Regions from separate parts of the Pan troglodytes genome. Here region 1 is linked to region 2. Evidence: chromatin contacts called from public Hi-C data. All regions are on one chromosome and are shown on one strand. Each heading gives the region's core, a stretch centred on a gene start, on an enhancer-like site or on the middle of the called end of the contact. The rest is flanking DNA. Distances are from core to core; before and after follow the strand shown. Region 1 overlaps NR6A1 (nuclear receptor subfamily 6 group A member 1). Region 2 holds the start of NR6A1 (nuclear receptor subfamily 6 group A member 1).

Region 1 (3,648 bases), core at 33-2,532, 48 kb after region 2:
AACTTGCTCTGGCTTTGCATTCAACTGTCATGTGACTGGGGATCCCAAAGATATTTTTTTGTGGATTCTTCCAGCTACAAAAGAGAAATGTGTACATCTCAGCTAGCGTACCCTAAAATTCCAGTATTCTGTCACATGTCCTAATGGATTTATTCCTAGTTGTCAAGCTATGTGTCACAATTTTTGGTCTCAGAAAGTAGTTTATATAAGCCCAAATGTCTGCAGAGAGTGAACTTAAGACTGAATGTTACAGATGAAGGAAGAAAAGGAAATTACCATTTACTTGTGTATTTGGTATTCCTTGTGTGCCAGGCACTTTGCGTATATTCAGTAAGTGTGAGAAGGATTATAGCATGTAAAATGATCTGATTTTAAGTTTGACTTGGTAATAGTTCATTTAACGCACTTATTGTTCTTTTCTCCCTCCCTACTTTGGGTGCCAAGCTGAGACATAGTTCTTGCCCAGAAAGGACTCTGGTTTAATCAGGAAGGCAGACACAAAATATGATGTGGCTTTTACCACATAATAGTAAGGATAGCTAATAGTTGCTATGCACAGAATGTTTCACATGCATTTTTTATTAAGCATTCATAAGATTTGTTTAAAAAGATACAATCCCCATCTTACAGATGAGAACTATGAGGCCTGAAGAGATTAAATGACTCACCCCAAAGTACCTAGTGAAGTATCTGAGACTTCAGAGCCCCTGCTTTATTAAATAATTAATTTCTATCCTGTCTCTGGCTGTCTTGATTGTGACAGATCTCAAATGCTGATGGTGGAAGACTTTAAGGCAGTGTAATGATTTATAACATATATAATCAGGGTTTTTGTGTAAAAGAATGAAGACTATTTTTGAAGTGTCATCTGGGCCTCTTCTGCGTGTATTAGGGTGGTTTTGGACACAAAGTAGAAGGATTCATTGTGGAATAGGTTCCCGAGTTGTCTTCTGTGGCTCAGATTCAGGATTATTCCACTATTTTTCAAGTAAGTTCTTTCCTGAAGCAACTTAAGATAGTTCACAAATCTCCCTTGTTTCCTCCCTTTATGTCCCTTTTTCTCTACAACACTGTTAGTGATTTTGCTATGTCACATTCATAACAGTTCTGAGTGCCTGCTTCCAAAGCTTCAGTTGATTCTGTGGCATTGCTGCTAGATCAAGCCTTCTGAATGTGGTCTTTTGCTGAGGAGTTCCCTTCTGATAAAGATTCTTTTGATCAGGGTAGGGGTGGTATGAGATCCAGAGCTTAGGGTGAACTCTCATCCCCTTGACCTCTGCCCCTATTTGAGTTTATACTGACTTGGTAGGGACTCCCTATGGAGCCGAGAGTTTAGCACTTGTTTACAGTTGATGAAAAGATAGTTGCATTCAAAGGCGGTTGTTGGGTCCTTGGATAGTCTTGGATGTCTGCCACTATCTCTGGTGGGTGAAGGGATTGCTTGAATATCTAAGTCTGGAGATTTTAATGAATGACTAAGAAGGAATGAGAAGAAATTCTGAGGCTAGTTAGGTTCTGCAGTTGTTCTTTCCATGGGAGCAATATTGCAGTAACATTTTCAGATGAGACAAAGACTTTTAATAAACATTTGTTTTATTTTATTAAAAAAAAGCTGAAAGGGGTTGCTTAAATTCAGTGCTTGATAACAAGGGAATACATGGGAATTCTTCTCTTCCTTTTTTGAACTCTTGCCAAAGAGAAAACCTTCTGTGTTAGGCAAACGTATCAGTAGTGGGGGGATACCCTAGATTAAAGCCACTGTCTTCAAAGTTGTACATAGTTTTACAAATTAACTTTTTTTTTCTAAATATCTCACATATTCTAAGCATGCTGAGGCTATAATAACTCAGTTCTAACTGAGGCCCTTTCTGGGTACTCTTTGGTCAACCGGGACCACTCTTTGCCTCTTTACCCGAAGCTACTTTGTTTTTGTTTTATTTTGGTCCAGTATTTGTCACAGATATGATCTGAAAGAAAAGATAAGCCTCTCTCTTTGAAGAGAGCCGACAGTCATTGTGAACCAAAATTGAATGTGCTTTGTTGGTAAGCATAAGAAAATCAAAACTGCAAAATAAGATTCAAAGTGAAAATACAGTGTTAAAGATCTTTTTCATCTGTTAGTACAAAATTCCATGTCCTAAGTGTAGTCTGCCCTATAGATGTATTTTGTTTGACTTCCAGGATGTTTAAATAAAATCATGTTAGTTGTCAACATTTAAAATGTTCAAGATGGCCGGGCGTGGTGGCTCCCGCCTGTAATCCTAGCACTTTGGGAGGCTGAGGTGGGTGGATCACCTGAGGTCAGGAGTTCAAGACCAGCCTGGCCAACATGGTGAAACCCCGTCTCCACTAAAAATACAAAATTACCTGGGCGTGGTGGCGCATGCTTGTAATCCCAGCTACTTGGGAGGCTGATGGAGGCAGGAGAATTGCTTGAGCCCTGGAGGTGGAGGCCGCAGTGAGCCGAGATTGCGTCATTGCACTCTAGCCTGGGTGACAAGAGCAAAACTGCATTTCAAAAAAACCCAAAAACGTTCAAGAGTTTCAAAAAACTTTGGATTTCTGGCTTTCTTGATAAATTGTAATATCTAACATTGAGCTCAGATTTTTATATGGCACCTCTTGGCTGGAACAGAGTAGTGGCTGCCTTCTTTATATGGATTGGACACACGGTCTTTTGTCACCCAGGCTGGAGTGCAATGGTGCGATCATGGCTCACTGCAGCCTCGACCTCCTGGGCTCAAGCAGTTCTTCTCACCTCAGTCTCCCGAGTAGCTGGGACTATAGGCGCGCATTACCGCGGTGGGCTAATCTTTGTGTTTTTTTGTAGAGGTGGGGTTTCACCAGGTTGCTCAGGCTGGTTTCCAACTCCTAGACTCAAGCAATCCGCGCACCTCGGCTTCCCAGAGTGCTGAGATTACAGGTGTGAGCCACTGTGCTCAGCCTGCTGCCTTCTTTAAATGAGCGTATACTCTTAGGTTTTCACAGAACCTTGGTGGCCTCCTTTACCCATTTATGTTTCCTGCTAGTCTTCTGTAGGCATTTGAGTTTTCAGCTCCTACATTAAATAATTTTTAGGGATGATGAGAGTGTGGGAAAATGGGAACTCTTAAAAATGTAATCTGATACCTATTAAAACTGATAATGTGCAGGTTAATTTTTCAGACTTGGCAGTTTAAAATTTAAAAATATAAAATTTAAAATTACAGGCCAGGCGAGGTAGCTCACTCCTGTCATCCCAGCACTTTGTGGATCCCTTGAGCTCAGGTGTTTGAGACCAGCCTGGGCAACATGGCAAAACCTCATCTCTACAAAATATACAAAAATTAGCTGGGTGTGGCGGCACATGTCTGTAGTCCCAGCTACTTGGGAGGATCACTTGGTCCTGGGAGGTCGAGGCTACAGTGAGTTGTGATCGCACCACTGCACTCCAGCCTGGGCAACAGAGTGAGACCCTGTCTCCACCCTCCCCGCCACAAAAGAAAACTTAGGTTGAACAATTCATACGTCTAGGAATTTATCCTAAATACTTGACAGTTATGAAAAATGTATGTTTACAGATGCTGCTTTTAGCATTTATAATAGTAAAAAAAATTGGATAACCAGGCGTGCTGGTGCATGCCTGTCATCCCAGCTACTGGGGATGCT
Region 2 (4,062 bases), core at 1,249-3,748:
AATTCTCATAGCATTCCTGCTAGGTAGCAACTATCATTATTACCCATCCCCTTAGAAGACAGGAAATAGAGGCTCAGAAGTCACTCACCTAAGGTTAGCTGTTTTTATCCATTCTTTCACCCAGTCAGCAATTATTGAGAGCCTACTATGTGCCAGATCTGTACTCAGCAGTTGGGGTTATGAATGAGAATAAAGGGATGTGACTAGTCAGGGAGGTGTGGGAAGGTTTATGGAAGGAAGGGACAACAGAGCTGTAGTCTGAAGGACTGGAGGAGTTGTTTCCAGGGGCTGAGCATTTGGCTGAACTCTTCTGCCCATCTAAAGAGGGTTGACTTAGAATCTTCATCAACTACCGAAACTCCAGGGCTGCACGTTTCTGCAGTGCCACTTAGGCTCTGATGGCATCTCCAGGGACAGAGAACTCACTACCACCAGAACCTGTGACAAAAAGGTAGATTCCTGAGAAAGGCCAGATGGTCCTGACTTTTTTTTTTCTTTCTTTTTTTTTTTGAGACGGAGTTTTGCTCTTGTTGCCCAGGCTGGAGTGCAATTGCGCCATCTCGGCTTACCGCAGTCACCGCCTCCTGGGTTCAAACGATTCTCCTGCCCCAGCCTCCTGAGTAGCTGGGATTACTGGCATGCGCCACCACGCCTGGCTAATTTTGTATTTTTAGTAGAGACGGGTTTTCTCTATATTGGTCAGGCTGGTCTCAAACTCCTGACTTCAGGTGATCCGCCCGCCTCAGTCTCCCAAAGTGTGGGGATTACAGGCATGAACCACGGCGCCCAGCAAGGTCCTAAAGTATTTTAGAACCCACAGCTGAGGGAATGGCAGGCCGTCCTCTCTTAGTCACAGGGTTTAGCTCCTGAAACACTGCTACCTAGCAGAGGGGATCTAGTTGTCCCTCGGTGGAAGGTATTAAGGAAGATGCCACTGAAGAAACATTTGAACAGGATCTTGAAAGATGAATAGGAGTTTGGGAGTGGGTCAGGTGAAGTCAGCCGCGTTCCAGCTTGAAGGAGCCAAGGATTAAGGTTCTGGTGTGTGACAGAATGGAGCTGGAATCCCCATCACTTCTGGTGGACTTCATCAGTGCTGGAAAGGGACAATATTGTTGCTATCTCATAGAGCAGGTATGAGGTTTAGACGGCAGAGCGTTAATGTAAGTCTCCCAGGTTACGTATGAAATACAGTTTCACCAGGGTTGGTAAGGTCCAGTTGCCCCCAAGTGCAGAGAAGCGTTGCAACTTTCGTAGCAGGTGAGGGACGGGGTGTGGTGCGAAATGTGGGCAAGGGTCAGGCCAAGCAGGGATGCGAATGCCAGGACGAGGACTTAAAATTAGGCAAAAAAAAAAAAAAAAAAAAAAAAAAAGGGCTAAGGGATTGGTGGGGCGGGTGGGGCAGGAGAGGGCGAATGAGTGGCCACCGAGGAAGCTGCAGCATAATCCGGCAGAGCAGAAGTGGGCAAAGCACCAACGTTCTCGTTCTTTGTCTTCAAGTGGGCCAGGTAGGCCTTAGACCCTTGGCGGCAGCAGCGAAATCCTTTCCCGATGGGGTCGCCGAAGACGGACACCCCGGCGGGCCTAGTGACCGGTGGCCGCGCGCCACCTGGTGGCCGCAGCGGGTGAATTCGGCCGGGAGCCGCTGCAAAATTCGGGATTTTGCTTCCGGAAAGCTTCGGGAAACTGAGGTGGGAGGGGCAGGGGTTTGCGATCTTCCAACTTGATCCTGTCCTTATTCCAACCCCCTTTTACAGATAGGGAAACTGAGGAAAGGGGAAGGCAAACAAGGCTGGGCAAGGGATCCCTCTTAAACGGAAGGTTTCAAGACACCTGGGGTCAAGAGCCTAGGGCTTTCTTTAATAGCCCCAATGGCCCGGAGCTTAGTTTGCCCATCTGTTCTATGGGCAGGGGGAAAATGAAAGGGGAGGAGGGGAAACTTTAGTCTTTCCCGCCCACCCGGAGGTAAAAAGTCTTTAAAGACTACCCCGGAAAGAAGAATTTTATAGATTCCATTTGCATACGAACGCAGTCACCTCGAGTTAAACTCCGGTCCTTTAATCTCCGGTCCAATTTGTCCCGCAGCGGCAGGGAGAGGCCCACGTGAGTACCTTCAAGCCCCGCCTCCAGGGCCCCGCCCACAGGGCTGGGCTTCGTTGCACGTGCTCACCCGGCTGCCTCGCGATCCGCCTCCTCGCAAAGACTCATTGTTGGGGTGGGGGGTTACGAGGACTCTTAGGGAACTTTGATCAGGTAGAAATCACAATCAAGACAAGGCCCGGAAGTATCCGCTTACTACATAGACATCAAACGCTTTGTCATGGTTCTTGGTATTGACAGACTTTAGCTTTCCCTTCTCAGGACTTCTTATCCCTCCTTCCACCCCTTCAGTTGGTGCGGTCGGCGTGGCCGGCCTCGCAGAGCGGACTCCAACTTCCAGCGTGCCCCGCAGGGCCTTGCGCGGCAGAGGCGTGTGACGTCAGGGGAGGGAGCTGGCCAGTGCTGAGGGGGCGCGGCGCGGAGGGGCGCGGAGCGGCGCGGAGCCGGGCGGCTCGGGGCCCAGAGAGAGCCGCGGCCGGGAGCTCGCGGGCTCCTGACAACCTCCTCCCCTCGGCGGACGACGACCACGGCGACTAGGGCGCCCGTCATGGCGGAGCAGCAAACCCAGCGCGGACCCTAGGCACCACCGCATGGAGCGGGACGAACCGCCGCCTAGCGGAGGGGGAGGCGGCGGGGGCTCGGCGGGGTTCCTGGAGCCGCCCGCCGCGCTCCCTCCGCCGCCGCGCAACGGTGGGTGAGGGGCCTGCGACGCCCGGGCCAGGCAGGAACCGGCTTCCTGAGCCTCCGCCAGGGATCCCCCTCCTCTCTGCCGACCCTTGCCCTGGGAAGCCGCAGCGGCCCCGCGGCCCCTTAGGGTGGCCCTTCACCCCGTTCCCCCTTGGCGCGGACCCTCCCTCTCCTCCCCGGTCTCGCTCAGGGTGGATCCTCCTCCTTCGTCCCTGTTCCCTTCCGCGCGGACCCTCCCCCTGCCCGGGTCCCTGGGCACCGAGCTTCATTTCCCCCTCCCCCCGTCCCCTCTGCACAGGCTTCCCCTCCCCCCGTCCCCTCAGCACCAATCCTCCCTCCTCCCCCCGGGTCCCCTCCCCCTGTCTTCCCAGCGCCGAACCTTCCCCTCCCCCCGGGCCCCTCAGCTTGGAAGTCCCCCCCGCGGTCCGTCAGTGGGGGCATCCCCTCACTCGGGTTCCCTTAACGCAGAGCCTCTCTTTTCCCCTACAGGGGTTCCTCCTCCCACCGAGGACGCTCCCTTCTTGCCCTGTTGACCCGACTCCACAGCACCCTTGTACCGCTCAGCTTTCTAGAGCGTTTTCCTCTTCTGCAGCCTCGAGCGTTCTTCCTTGAATACTACGAGCCCCCTACCTCTGCCGAACCCCCGTTCGCTAGACATCCCCCAGTCGTTTCCTTTTTCGGACCCCTTCGCGCCTCCTGCTTCCCCTGCGCCTCACCTTCCTCAACGCCCCGCGCGCTCTGGCCGGTCTCCGCCCCTGCTCAGCTCCCCTCTCCGCCAGGCAACGGCTTTCCCTGGCCGAGGGCTCCAGCCCGCCCCGGGGCCCCAGACACCTGCCTCCTCCCGGCTTCTGCCCGGCAGGTCCCGGTCCCCACCTCTTAGTCTCAGTTCTCCTCTTTCTTGTCCCGATCCGGGACCCTGGGAGCTGAGAATCCCTCACCTGGCCCGGCACTTCCTACCGCTCGTCCCTCGCCCCCTCGCCCGGGCCGGGTCCTCAGGTTCCTCGGGGCTTCCTCGCCCTCCTCCTCTTCGCTCCCTCCCCCTGCGGGATGTTTTATTTGTATCTGTTTGATATTTTCCTCCTCGGTGTTTGCCGCGGAATGTTTTTATTGGTAACGTGTTAGGAGCTTTTGTGAGGTCGTAAAAGGTGAACTTTTGAACTTGGAAAGCGCCCTGGAGCAATTAGCGCAGGCGATCGCCCCGGGAGGCCTGCATTACAAAGGGTGCTCGCACCGGCCGGCAAACGCTCCGGCGGCAAACCCGATTTATTTATTTGC

The links. Hi-C and Micro-C count contacts between places; a contact is called where the count stands out from the background.
Region 1: a Hi-C map of induced pluripotent stem cells shows a contact between it and region 2, with 2.1 times the contacts expected there. The contact joins the enhancer-like site here to the promoter of NR6A1 in region 2. A contact is called at or near these places in 2 of 7 Hi-C or Micro-C datasets (induced pluripotent stem cells and stem cell-derived neural progenitor cells) and 1 of 1 datasets of contacts at active chromatin or transcription factors (stem cell-derived excitatory neurons).

The regions. Positions count from the first base shown.
Region 1 is chr11:13,735,554-13,739,201 of NHGRI_mPanTro3-v2.0_pri, forward strand. All of the region lies in intron 2 of NR6A1 (nuclear receptor subfamily 6 group A member 1), which reads left to right. Among named protein-coding and RNA genes, the nearest start is that of MIR181B-2, 23 kb to the right of the region's middle. Within about 2 kb of position 1,283, at least 1 of the 24 cell types and tissues checked has an H3K27ac peak or open chromatin away from gene starts, as enhancers often do. A contact at or near this core is called in induced pluripotent stem cells, where this site is marked.
Region 2 is chr11:13,686,368-13,690,429 of NHGRI_mPanTro3-v2.0_pri, forward strand. It overlaps NR6A1 (nuclear receptor subfamily 6 group A member 1), which reads left to right and starts at 2,499. Exons shown (of 10, transcript NM_001280163.1): 1 at 2,499-2,790. The coding sequence starts at 2,691.